Regions from separate parts of the Mus musculus genome. Here region 1 is linked to region 2. The links are chromatin contacts, called in public promoter capture Hi-C maps. All regions are on one chromosome and are shown on one strand. The core of a region is the stretch at or near the end of the contact, and the rest is flanking DNA. Distances in the headings are between cores, read along the strand shown.

Region 1 (5,280 bases), core at 2,099-4,598, 160 kb before region 2:
AGAGTCTCGGCCACCTGGCCCTGATACTGACCAGCTGCTGACTAGCTGCCCCTGGCAATTCAGACCCTTGCCTCCAGTTTCTTTTCTGTTACATGAACATAAAGACAGCCATGTGACGTCACCTTGGAAAGTAAGTTGGACCACCGCCATGGGGTACCAGGCACCAAGTAGGGAGCAGAATGAGGCTGTCTACTTCTGTCTAACATATCCTTGAACACGTAGCTTCCTCGTTGTCCCTGCCTTGCTTACTGCCTTGTCAGAGACCCGTGAATGGGTCTGGAGAGATAACTCAGCAGGGACAAGGCTTACACACACAGATGAGGACCAGAGTTTGGCTCCCAACACAAGTGTAAATACTGTGGGAGCGTGGGAGCCCAGCCGTAAGCTCAGCTCTGGGGAGACAGAGACAGAAGATACCCAGAGGAAGCCAGCTAGCTGGACAGGCCAACCAGCCGGCTCTAGGTTCAGATTGATGCTCTCCTTCCATATAAGGAGAGAGAGTGACTGAAGAAGATGCACAACATTAGCTTCTGGTCTCCATGGGCATGTCCACACTTGTGCACACACTTGTGTGTGTGCGTGTGCATGTGTTTGTGTACACACTTGCCACACAGTTAAGCACATGTTTGTGCATACCTGCATGTGCATTTGCACATATTTGTGCACACATATACTGTTTGGGCTTCAGGAGACTCTCAAAAAAGTAACAAACAAGAACCAAACAGAAAACAAACAAGCAAACAAAACCTCTGTGGGGGCTTAAGGAGCAGCCCCATGGGTAGAGTGTTTGTCTAGCAGGCATGAAGCCATGAAGTTGACTCCCAGCACTGCACAAATCAGGTATGGGGAGGGGAGGCTCATGCTGTAATTCCAGCAATTGGGAGGTGGACACCAGTGGATCAGAAGCTCCGGGTCATCTTTGTCTACACATTACATTCAAAGATTCTATGTGTGAGTTGAAGAACTGTCCTTTTGTAAAAGAAGAGCCAAAGGCCCAGAGAGGCTAAGTAACTCTCCCCAGGATGACCCAGCTGGTAACAAAACAACTTTCAAAGCTCAGTTGACCAATGTCCATGATGATCTTTAGTACCTCCTATGTTAGACTTAAGTGTGACCCTCTGCCTCTGCTCTGTGGTCACAGCTCAAGCATGTTATCCACACTTTAGAGAGTACCAGTGAGAACCAGACAATCAGGGGCTCTGACCACCGCCATCTCAATCCCAGGAGTGTGGACAGTGTGCAGGGCCCGGCCCAGAACAGCACTGAGCAAGCCTCACCCCAAACTCTTGGACGGCACACCCTGCTTCCTACTTCTCCAGCTCTGACCACAAGTTTCCAAAGAACACCCAGAATCCAAAGCCCCTGCCTGTCCCCTGCGGAACTTGTCAAGTCCTTGTGGAAAACACCAGATTCCCTCTCTGTCTTTCTACCCAAATGTCCTTGGCATACCTCTGTAAAACAGAAACTATGCCCGGGAGAGCTGACATTTCCGTGGTCACTTCTAAAAGTACAAAGTCAGTCTCTGGGTCAGCGGTTCTCAACCTCTATAGGTTACGACCCCTTTGGAGGTTGGATAACCTTTCACAGGGGTCACATATCAGATATCCTGCATATCAGATATTTATATTACGATTCATAACAGTAGCAAAATTGCAGTTATGAAGTAGCAGTGAAAGAATTTTATGGCTGTGGGTCACCACCGCATGCAGAACTGTGTTAAAGGGTCACAGTGCTAAGAAGGTTGAGAACCACTGAACTAGGTCCTGAGGGACATAGCCTGCTCTAACACCACCTGCAAACAGGGTAACCTTGGCTTCCCCTCAGGACTGATGAACCAAGTCAACCACACTCTGCTCCCGCTTGGAATCAGTCACCATTGAAAATGAAGACACAGAAGTTGTCATTGTCTTCCTTAGAACCCCACCCCCGACCCCATCTCTCCCCTTTCTGACTAACCTCACCCTCTCTTTTCCTCCCCCAAGCCCTTGTCCAGGTTTGTCCCATTCCCATCTCTTCGGGTCTCACTTTGCCTCATCCCCACAGCCCACTGACAGCTTCTCCTGTACCCAGGAGGTCAGGATTCCACAACCATCAGGTACCATTGTCTTTATATCCATCTTCAATGTCCTCTGCTCCACAATTCCCCATACTTCCTCAGCCCCCCAAATTTTCCTGTTTCATCTGTCCAGTCACCTCTGCAGCTGACTCTTGCTCTGTACCTTACTGTGTCACAATTGTCCCCAAAGATAAGAATCATTCCCTAAGTCCCTTGGATCTAACACTGGCTTGGTACAATGAATGATCCACAACCACAAAAGCAACTTGAATCCACTTGTTCACAAACACTCGTGTCAGAATCAGTCAGGAAACCACAGAAATAACCAGTCAAGGGCTGGGGAACTCTGAAAATCTTTTCTGTAAAGGGCAGGATAGAATATATTTGTTGTAACCACTGAGTCTTGCCATTACAGCAGAAAGCAGAGGTAAACAATATGTAAATAAGTGGGTGTGGCTATGTTTAAATAAAACTTTATTTAAGATGCAAATGGTGGGCCAGATTTGGTATAGTTTCCTGGACCCTGAATTAGACTATTCAGTACATGAGACATGAAGCAGACAGCCTCATTGTTAGCAAAGACTCCTCTATTTTCCTGCAGACATAGATGAAAGAGGAGAGAGAGAGAGAGAGAGAGAGAGAGAGAGAGAGACCCCTCTGGCCCTTAAAGCAGCCACGGGCAGAACAAAATTTAACCCAAAGTGAGCAACAGATTCATCTAAAGAGACAAGGTGACCAGCCACCAACAGAAGATTCCAGAAGACAGGGCACTGTTTGGGCATTACCATTTCTATTATTCCTATTATTGATGCTGTCACTTCTGTTGATGCGTTCTGGCCTAACCGATGTCTAGAGAAAGAAAGAAAACAGAAGCAAAAATTAGCTGCAGGGCAGAGGGGGGGGAGGGGAGCAGAAACCCATCGGAAATTTAATTAAATAAATAGATTTCTTGACTAGGAGAGAAAGGAGATGTGACATGTTCCCAAATCTGACTTCCTGCAAGCCCCTGCTTCCTGGAGAAGTGGCAGAGTGGAGAATTGAAAACTAGCCCCCACCTCAGAACAAGTGGCTCTCCGACACCCCTATCTCATACACTCCTGTCGCACTTGATCACATCCACCCACACGGGCAGGGGCTCCTTTCTCTCTCTTACCCTCCACCAATAAACACATCGGCAGAGAAAGCCTGGGTTCTTTCTAAACTGCCTCCTGAGAGCTCACTTCTCGGCTCATGCTTTCCCCCAAACAGCCTTGCGTAACCTCTTTACTTCCAGAGATTTCATGCCTCGCCTGTTCCACGCCGACAAATGTGCCATCTGGCCAGTCTCTCACTAGAATCGGAAAGGGACAGCCAGAGCCTGTTCCTTTGTGGGTCCCTCATCCAGAAATTGGGAGCAAGAACACCAGGCTTCGGTTTGAAAGCTCCCTCAGCAGGTGATGGTGCTTACAGCCAAACCTGGAGAGCTGAGTTTGATCCTTGGACTCCTCATGGTAGGAGAGGATCAGCTCTTCAAGTTGTCCTCTGACCAAAAGTGTATGTGTGCTCGCTCCCTCGCTCCCCCTTCTTACTCTCTCTCTCTCTCTCTCTAGCATTCTCTCTCTCTCTCTCTCTCTCTCTCTCTCTCTCTCTCTCTCTCTCACACACACACACACACACACACACACACACACACACCCCAAATTGACATAATACTCTCTTTTAAATGTCCTTAGAGCTGGAGAGATGCCTTAGCGGTTAAGAGCACTGACTACTCTCCCAGAGGTCCTGAATTCAATTCCCAGCAACCACAAGGTGGCCCACAACCATCTGTAATGGTATCTGGCGCCCTCTTCTGGTGCATCTGAAGATAGCGACAGTGTATTCATAGACATAAAATAAATAAATCTTCAAATGCCCTTAATCCACAAATAAGGTAGCTGGGGAAAGTAAACTGGAGTTGGAGGAATATTCTGGGAGGACTGGGGATGGATTAAAACCATGTAGGTGTGAACACTACACAGCACGTGTAGTTGCTGCCTTGGTAGCAACAAGATACGGTTCGCCTGTATCTGATCTCATTTCATTCCCAAAACAACCCCAAGGGTGGTACTGAGAGACCAAACCAAGAACAACACACCTTGCAGGCTAAGGTTCTCTTTGCTCTTAGGACCGTTAACAAGTTCCTTCTTGTCCTGTGGTAGGTCATTCTGAGTTAAAGTTTCTATTTGCAACTAAGAATAAGTGCCTTTTTCTTGGATCCGATGTAAAGTGCAAAACATGTTTTTCAGCCTACACTAAACTGGGGACAAGATGTATAATATCCTTACCCTGTTCCTTCCCTTTCATTGTATCTTTGTAACAATGTATCAAGCCGACTCTCCCGCCCCTGTGAATGCTTTATCCCTCCTATAAAAAGGACTTCAAGAAGCCAGCAGAGGCGTCTCTCCCAAATCCCCACTTAAGGTAAGACCAGGCTGACCAGTCCCAGATGCACCCCAAAATACAACTTGCTTTAAATAGGCAACTGTGGATCTGATCTTTTTTCCTCTTGATTCTCCTCTGGTTTAACAGTATTTCCAGGCCAGGCAGTGCCAACCCAGAGAGGCCAAAGGCCACAGAGCAATCACCCTGCAGAGTCCTGGGAACACAGCAGGTACTCGATGGGTGCTGGTTCCCACTTAATGTGTGCATGAGCGGCATGCTAAGGCCAGGCCATCTTGGTCACCCTCACCTCAAGAGTCAGTGAACCCACCTCTGTTTTTAAGGACACACCAACAACGACAACAAAGGGTTTCTTTTCCCCCTATCAAGTTTGTATCATGACGGTCCAGCAAGAGAGTCAACTGAAGTGTTAATGTGGTTTTTTTTTTTTACATTTTGTTTGTTTTATTTATGTTTGTGTGTTCATGTGTGTACATGTGTAGAGGTCAGAGGACAACCTGCAGGGACGGTCTCTTCTTCTTCTATGTAGGTCTCAAGAGTCTAGCTTGTCAGCAGACAAGCACCTTGCTCTGATGAGCCATCTCACCAGCCTCTAACTGGCTTTTGTGTGCAGAGATGATGCCCACATCTCTGGTACAACGCAGCCCACTGACAAAACTCCCAATAGACTCTCAGAGGACGGGCCAGCATCCAGCTGGCATTGCAGAGCAAGCCAGGGGCAGGGCTGACCCAGTAGAGCATCCCTTTATACTCCAAAGTCCAAAGTTCCAAAGTTCCACTACCCTACCCTTTCTCCTTCCTCC
Region 2 (5,234 bases), core at 1,599-4,098:
AATAAACAAGCAGACAAGGTCAGATACCCCTAGCAAGAATATGATGGTGGCAGTACCAATAACTTATGAAATGCAAGACACAACAGGAGATCCAGAAATAAATACGCATAGCTTTAAATAAATATGAAAGTTTAAATAAACATGCAAACTATGCAGCCTGGGGCCATAGCTGTGTGACAGGGCACTTACACAGAGGCCTGGTCCAAGGTCCAGCACAGGACAGAATACCTCACTGTCCAACCAGACTTTAACCACAGTAAACAAGTCACTAGGAACAGCTGTGTACTCGCTTCTGAGACAGTCCCATGGGTCATGTCACATACTGCTCTACTGTACATGCCTCTCTCGTGTAATACGGCACCTATAATACATGCACACAGCAGCCGTGATCGCACGCAGCGGTGTGGCTTCTTTTTCTGTTTGTACTGTTTTCAGTAGGGATGGAACCCAGAGACTCACACGCTCAGGAAGGAGGCCCTCACGCTGAGCTAAGCTGCAGCCTATCCCAGGGCCTGGCTCAGTGGCTCGGGCTACTCCCTGCCTCAGCCTCACCAGCAGCTGTAGTGACAGGGGCACTGCCATGCCTAGATGCTTTGAAAACAAGTCATCTGCTTGCACTACACCAGACTATCATTCTTCAATACCCGCGCTACCTCCCCAGACCAGTGATTTCCCATTTAACACACTAGTGAATACATTTCTTGTTTTGGTGAATGACACAGAAAAAAACCCTAACATTCCAACAGCCCTTCCCAGTTTTACTGATTATAAAGAGAAGGCTGTACTTGCCTGCAATGATGTAGGTAATTGAGAGTAAGAGTACTCTAGAGGAAAATAACAACAACAACAACAAAAAGACTTTTCAGACAATAAGCCAAACCTAGACTCAAACCCAGATACAAAGAATCTCTGGCTCTAGTTAGGAAATGTACCACATCCATAGTGAGTGACGCTGCCCTTCCCTTCCTGTTATAGAAGAACCTCACCCAACTCACTTGTCAGGGTGAAGCCACTCAGGAGGCAGCCCACCACCAGTCACCTCAGAGCCCCCACCCCCACTTTGGACAGTCCAAGGATTCGAGGGAGTTAGGTTCCAGGAAATAGGGACTGTGTAACTCATACCTTCCTCCCCAGCAGTGTGGGGCTGTCCCAGGACAAGCAGGACTCTTGGTGGCATTACCAGTATCAAGGCAACAGCTCCCCACGAACTGTACCTAAGCATCACGGAGGAGAGATGCCAGGAGCCTCCAGAACAAGTCTGATGTACTTCTGTGTTCTCTGCCTCTGTTCAGTGCCAACTGAAGACAATGTACAATGACTACATGCAGACAGGCTCAATCAATCGATCAATCCAGACTCAACTGAATAAATAAATAACTCAGAACAGAAGGAAGACACATCAACCAGGAGAAACACTGGCACCACAGCAAACTACAAACTAGGTTAGAAAACCAAGGGGAAAAAAAACAAACAGAAAGGAAACAAAGACCCAGTTAGAAAATGGCCAGAGATCGGAGGAGGAGGAAGAATTCCCTGAAGGAAGGACTCAGAGATCCATTAGCACAGGAAAAGGCTCCGAAGGTAGCAGGAAGGAAATGCAAATCAGACTCCACCTCACACCAGGAGAGCCAGGCAGGAACACAGTGACCACCAGTGTCCAGTGTCTCAAGGAAGCCTCCAATTTCAAATCTGAAGAACTAGGTCACAGAGAACTGTACCACCACTGTGACAAACAGCCTCCACTCCCTCAGTCCAACACTGGACGCACACGCCTCCGCAGATGTGTCCAAAAACATTCAGAGCAGAGAAAATAAAATAAAAAAACCTGTCAATTGAGTCTGGCATCTCACACCAGTACAATGTCACTGCGCAGGAAACAGAAGTGAACGGTGGTGAGCGCACGCACACGTGTACACACGTGCACACACACACACACACACACACACACACACACACACACACACACACACACACACACACACACAGAGCCAGGCACTATTTGTAGCTGTGTTGAGAGAGTCCCATGCAGAAACATCCAAGTAAAAAGCCCTTGACAGGTGAGCCCACAGTGAGGGCACAAAACACAGTAGTTGCCAGGTCAAAGCCATGGAGGACAATGGAGACAGGTGTCTCTCTGAGGAAGTGACAGTGCTCGAGAACGGATTCTGGTAGCAGGTGCACAGCTCTGTAGATTTTCTTTGAGGTGGAGTTACACCTAGTGCAGGCTCTCCTCCACCTGGTGGTCCTCTTGCCTCCAGCTCCCTAGTACTGATTACAGGATCACCGAGCACAGCTAGTGCTATATATTTCACGTGGACAACCTGTATGGGGTATCACTTCTAGCTCAATAAAGCTGTTCAAAGATTCAGGCCAACACACTCTCTACAGACCCGGTTCCCTGTGTCCAGACTGTGGGGTGCTCGGTCCTCACGAGCAAGCCCTCAGCTGTTCAGACTTTGCCCACCTAATCTTGGAAAAGACTCCCAAAGAGTAGGGAGCAGCCTGGGAAAGTGCCCAGCTCCCTGCCACGGGCCTCCTACGTTCCCCATGGTAGAAAGACTTACAACTGTTCCTCTAAGGGCCAGGGGACCAGCTTGACCACGCAGTGTCCTTGAGACCAGGCGAACCAGGAACCGTCTGGCGAGAAGGCCACGCTCCAGGTCTCACAGCTTGACTTCCAGTCGAACTGGTGGGGGCGCCCAGGCTTGAGTTCAGCCAGCAGCAGCGGCTCCTCTGGGGAAGGAGAGATCATACTTCAGAACACAGGTGACCGCCAGACTGGGGAAGCTGCTGTCTGCCCAAGACCGAGGGAGAGAGGAGGGCAGTAACGGTAGCCACAGGCTACATTCCAGGGTGGTTACTCAGCGGCAACCCTCCCATTGTGTGACTCAGAGCTACCTTGCTGTGGTGAGGACTTGGTGAATGAAGTCTCCTTTTCCTGTGAACGCCAAAGCAGGAAGAAAGTGAGAAGCAACTGTGTCCCCAATGAATGCTCTTAAGGTACCTGGTGCCTTCAGTTTGAGGGTTCCTTCTCACGCCCAGATCCCTCATCACTTCCTTCTAGAACACTCTTACTGGCTCTACTTCCTTCTTCACACAGTCCCCTTAGCCCTGGCTTAACCTGATCTAAGTGACTACTAAGCCATTCTTGTATCCCCAGGGACCCTGCCAAAGCTGAAAACACAGCCAATATATCCCAAGGCTCCCAGCTGCCTGAGCCCGGTCTGCAGCCACACCCCAGCACTAAGCCCTCCAGCAAGCCACCTCCTAGGTCATTGCCCTGCAAAGCCCAAGCCCCTTTTTTCAATCACGTCCAGTTCGTTTTCTAAGAATTGCACTTATGTCTACTGACAGGCAGCACCCCAACTTCCTACTATCAAAAGGAAAGAAGCCCAAACCTATTGTAGGCTGACACTTCAGCATTTTCCGCACCACCAAGATGACTACACCTCCCTCTCTTGAAAGCTCCATCTATCTCCTAGGAGTAGGCAGTGTTTGTTCAACCCAACCACAGGTCCTCTAAACGCCATGGCCAACTTCTAAGTCAGAGCCTGAAGAACGAGGGGTCTCAACCGTTTGTGCACAACCCACTCCAGTAGTTCTGGGATTTAACGCTCTCTGGGATAATAATGTGGTTTTTAAAAGTTATGTTATGTGTATGAGGTTTTGCCAGCATGTACATTGGTACCGTATGCATAGTGTCCATAAAGTCAAGAAAAGGGAGTTAGATCCTCTGGAACTTAAGCCACCACACGGGTCCTGGCAATTGAACCCAAGTCCTCTAAGAGAGCAACCAATGCTCTTAACTGAGTTACCTCTCCAAGACTCCTCAGAAAATGATTTAAACAAGCTATATTTCCTATATTTCCCAGCCTGCTTTTATGTAAGTTCTTACATTTGGGCCTCAAAGAAATCGGCATATACCTCAGGACGAGAAACTTTTCCTCATTAGAGGCACAGCAAGCATCCTTTCTAGGTGCACGAAATGTGTGGTTTCCCACCCCCAGAACAAGGCACTGAGATGCATGTCTTATGTATCAAAGCAGACCTGGCCTCCAGGTTGTCCTAAGTTCCCTCAGCCCCCACCTGGCATACCCTGCCCCCAACCTTGAACTTGATAGCCCAGGAGCCTGACTGCCCTTCCCCTAGATCATTACTGCCCTTCTCTATATAATCCAGACATTTTGGGGTGTCTCTGTCTCTCTCTTCTCCCTCACCCTCAATCCTTGGGGCCAGTGAACTCGCCCACTGGAGGGCAGCTTCCCAATAAACCTTCCTTTAATATAATCTAATCTGGCTTGAACTGGCTCATTTCACTGGCTGGAAAATAAATAACCTGTCACATAATCCATGCAATCCAAGGTTAGCATGATCCTGGTGAAACAGAAGGTAATGACTCACACATGAAGCACATGTTTTCTACCATGTATATAATAGGAAATTGGATGTGTCTCTTTAAGGATTTGCATGACTGTGTATGGGTGGCAGAAGCAAATGCCACAGGGCATGTGTAGGAAGAGGACTGGGAACAGTTGCCAGGAGCCGCTTCTCTCCGTCTACCACGAGCTTGAAGGACTAAACCAATTTTTGTGGCAAGTGCTTTGAAAACCCACTGAGTGATCTCACCGAACCAACAGATACACCATATTTCATAAGACATGTTGCTAGAAATTAAGATTTCAATTAGTATCTGAGTACATCACATCTTGGCTTTATAAAGAAAAAAATGGAGATATAGGTTTTAATCCATTAAGCCTAAACTGCTGTATGTATATGTGTGTGTGTGTGTGTGTGTGTATGTGTGTGTGTGTATTTATAGACTCACATGGCTCCTGCCAGAGATGTGCAAACACATGTCTGCATGAGCATTACTTTGTGGATATGAACATGTTCTGGCCTCGTGTCAACATGATAAGGCTGGGAAAACTGTGTCCCTCTGGCACACTTGCACCTGACTCACTTCCTCCCACACACACATTGCCCTCTCCTCTGATAACAATGGCATGGCACGGATGACGCTCTACACAAAATAAAAGGCTCAGCCCTTGTTTCTTTCTCTGCCCAGACCAAATTCACAGTCAAGTCCCATCAAGTCTGTCTCCGAAAGCCTCCGCTAACCTTCCTTTCCAGCCCCGTGGCTACTTCTTGAATCTCTCCAGCAGCACCTGTTGCCGGGCCTACCAGGCAATCTTCTCACTGCTCTCTGGGGCCTGCTCTGACTCCTCTCATCTGTT

Evidence for each region. Capture Hi-C pulls out chosen DNA fragments and counts their contacts.
Region 1: a promoter capture Hi-C map of pancreatic islet shows a contact between it and region 2. The contact joins two enhancer-like sites. A contact is called at or near these places in 2 of 9 other capture datasets (adipose tissue and pancreatic islet).

The regions. Positions count from the first base shown.
Region 1 is chr5:117,521,274-117,526,553 of GRCm38.p6, reverse strand. The region is part of intron 3 of Ksr2 (kinase suppressor of ras 2); the gene reads right to left. Among named protein-coding and RNA genes, the nearest start is that of Gm42013, 40 kb to the right of the region's middle. Within about 2 kb of position 3,348, at least 7 of the 459 cell types and tissues checked have an H3K27ac peak or open chromatin away from gene starts, as enhancers often do. A contact at or near this core is called in pancreatic islet, where this site is marked.
Region 2 is chr5:117,361,090-117,366,323 of GRCm38.p6, reverse strand. Wsb2 (WD repeat and SOCS box-containing 2) reads right to left here. Exons shown (of 9, transcript NM_021539.5): 2 at 2,565-2,733. Among named protein-coding and RNA genes, the nearest start is that of Wsb2, 6.4 kb to the right of the region's middle. Within about 2 kb of position 2,848, at least 182 of the 459 cell types and tissues checked have an H3K27ac peak or open chromatin away from gene starts, as enhancers often do. A contact at or near this core is called in pancreatic islet, where this site is marked.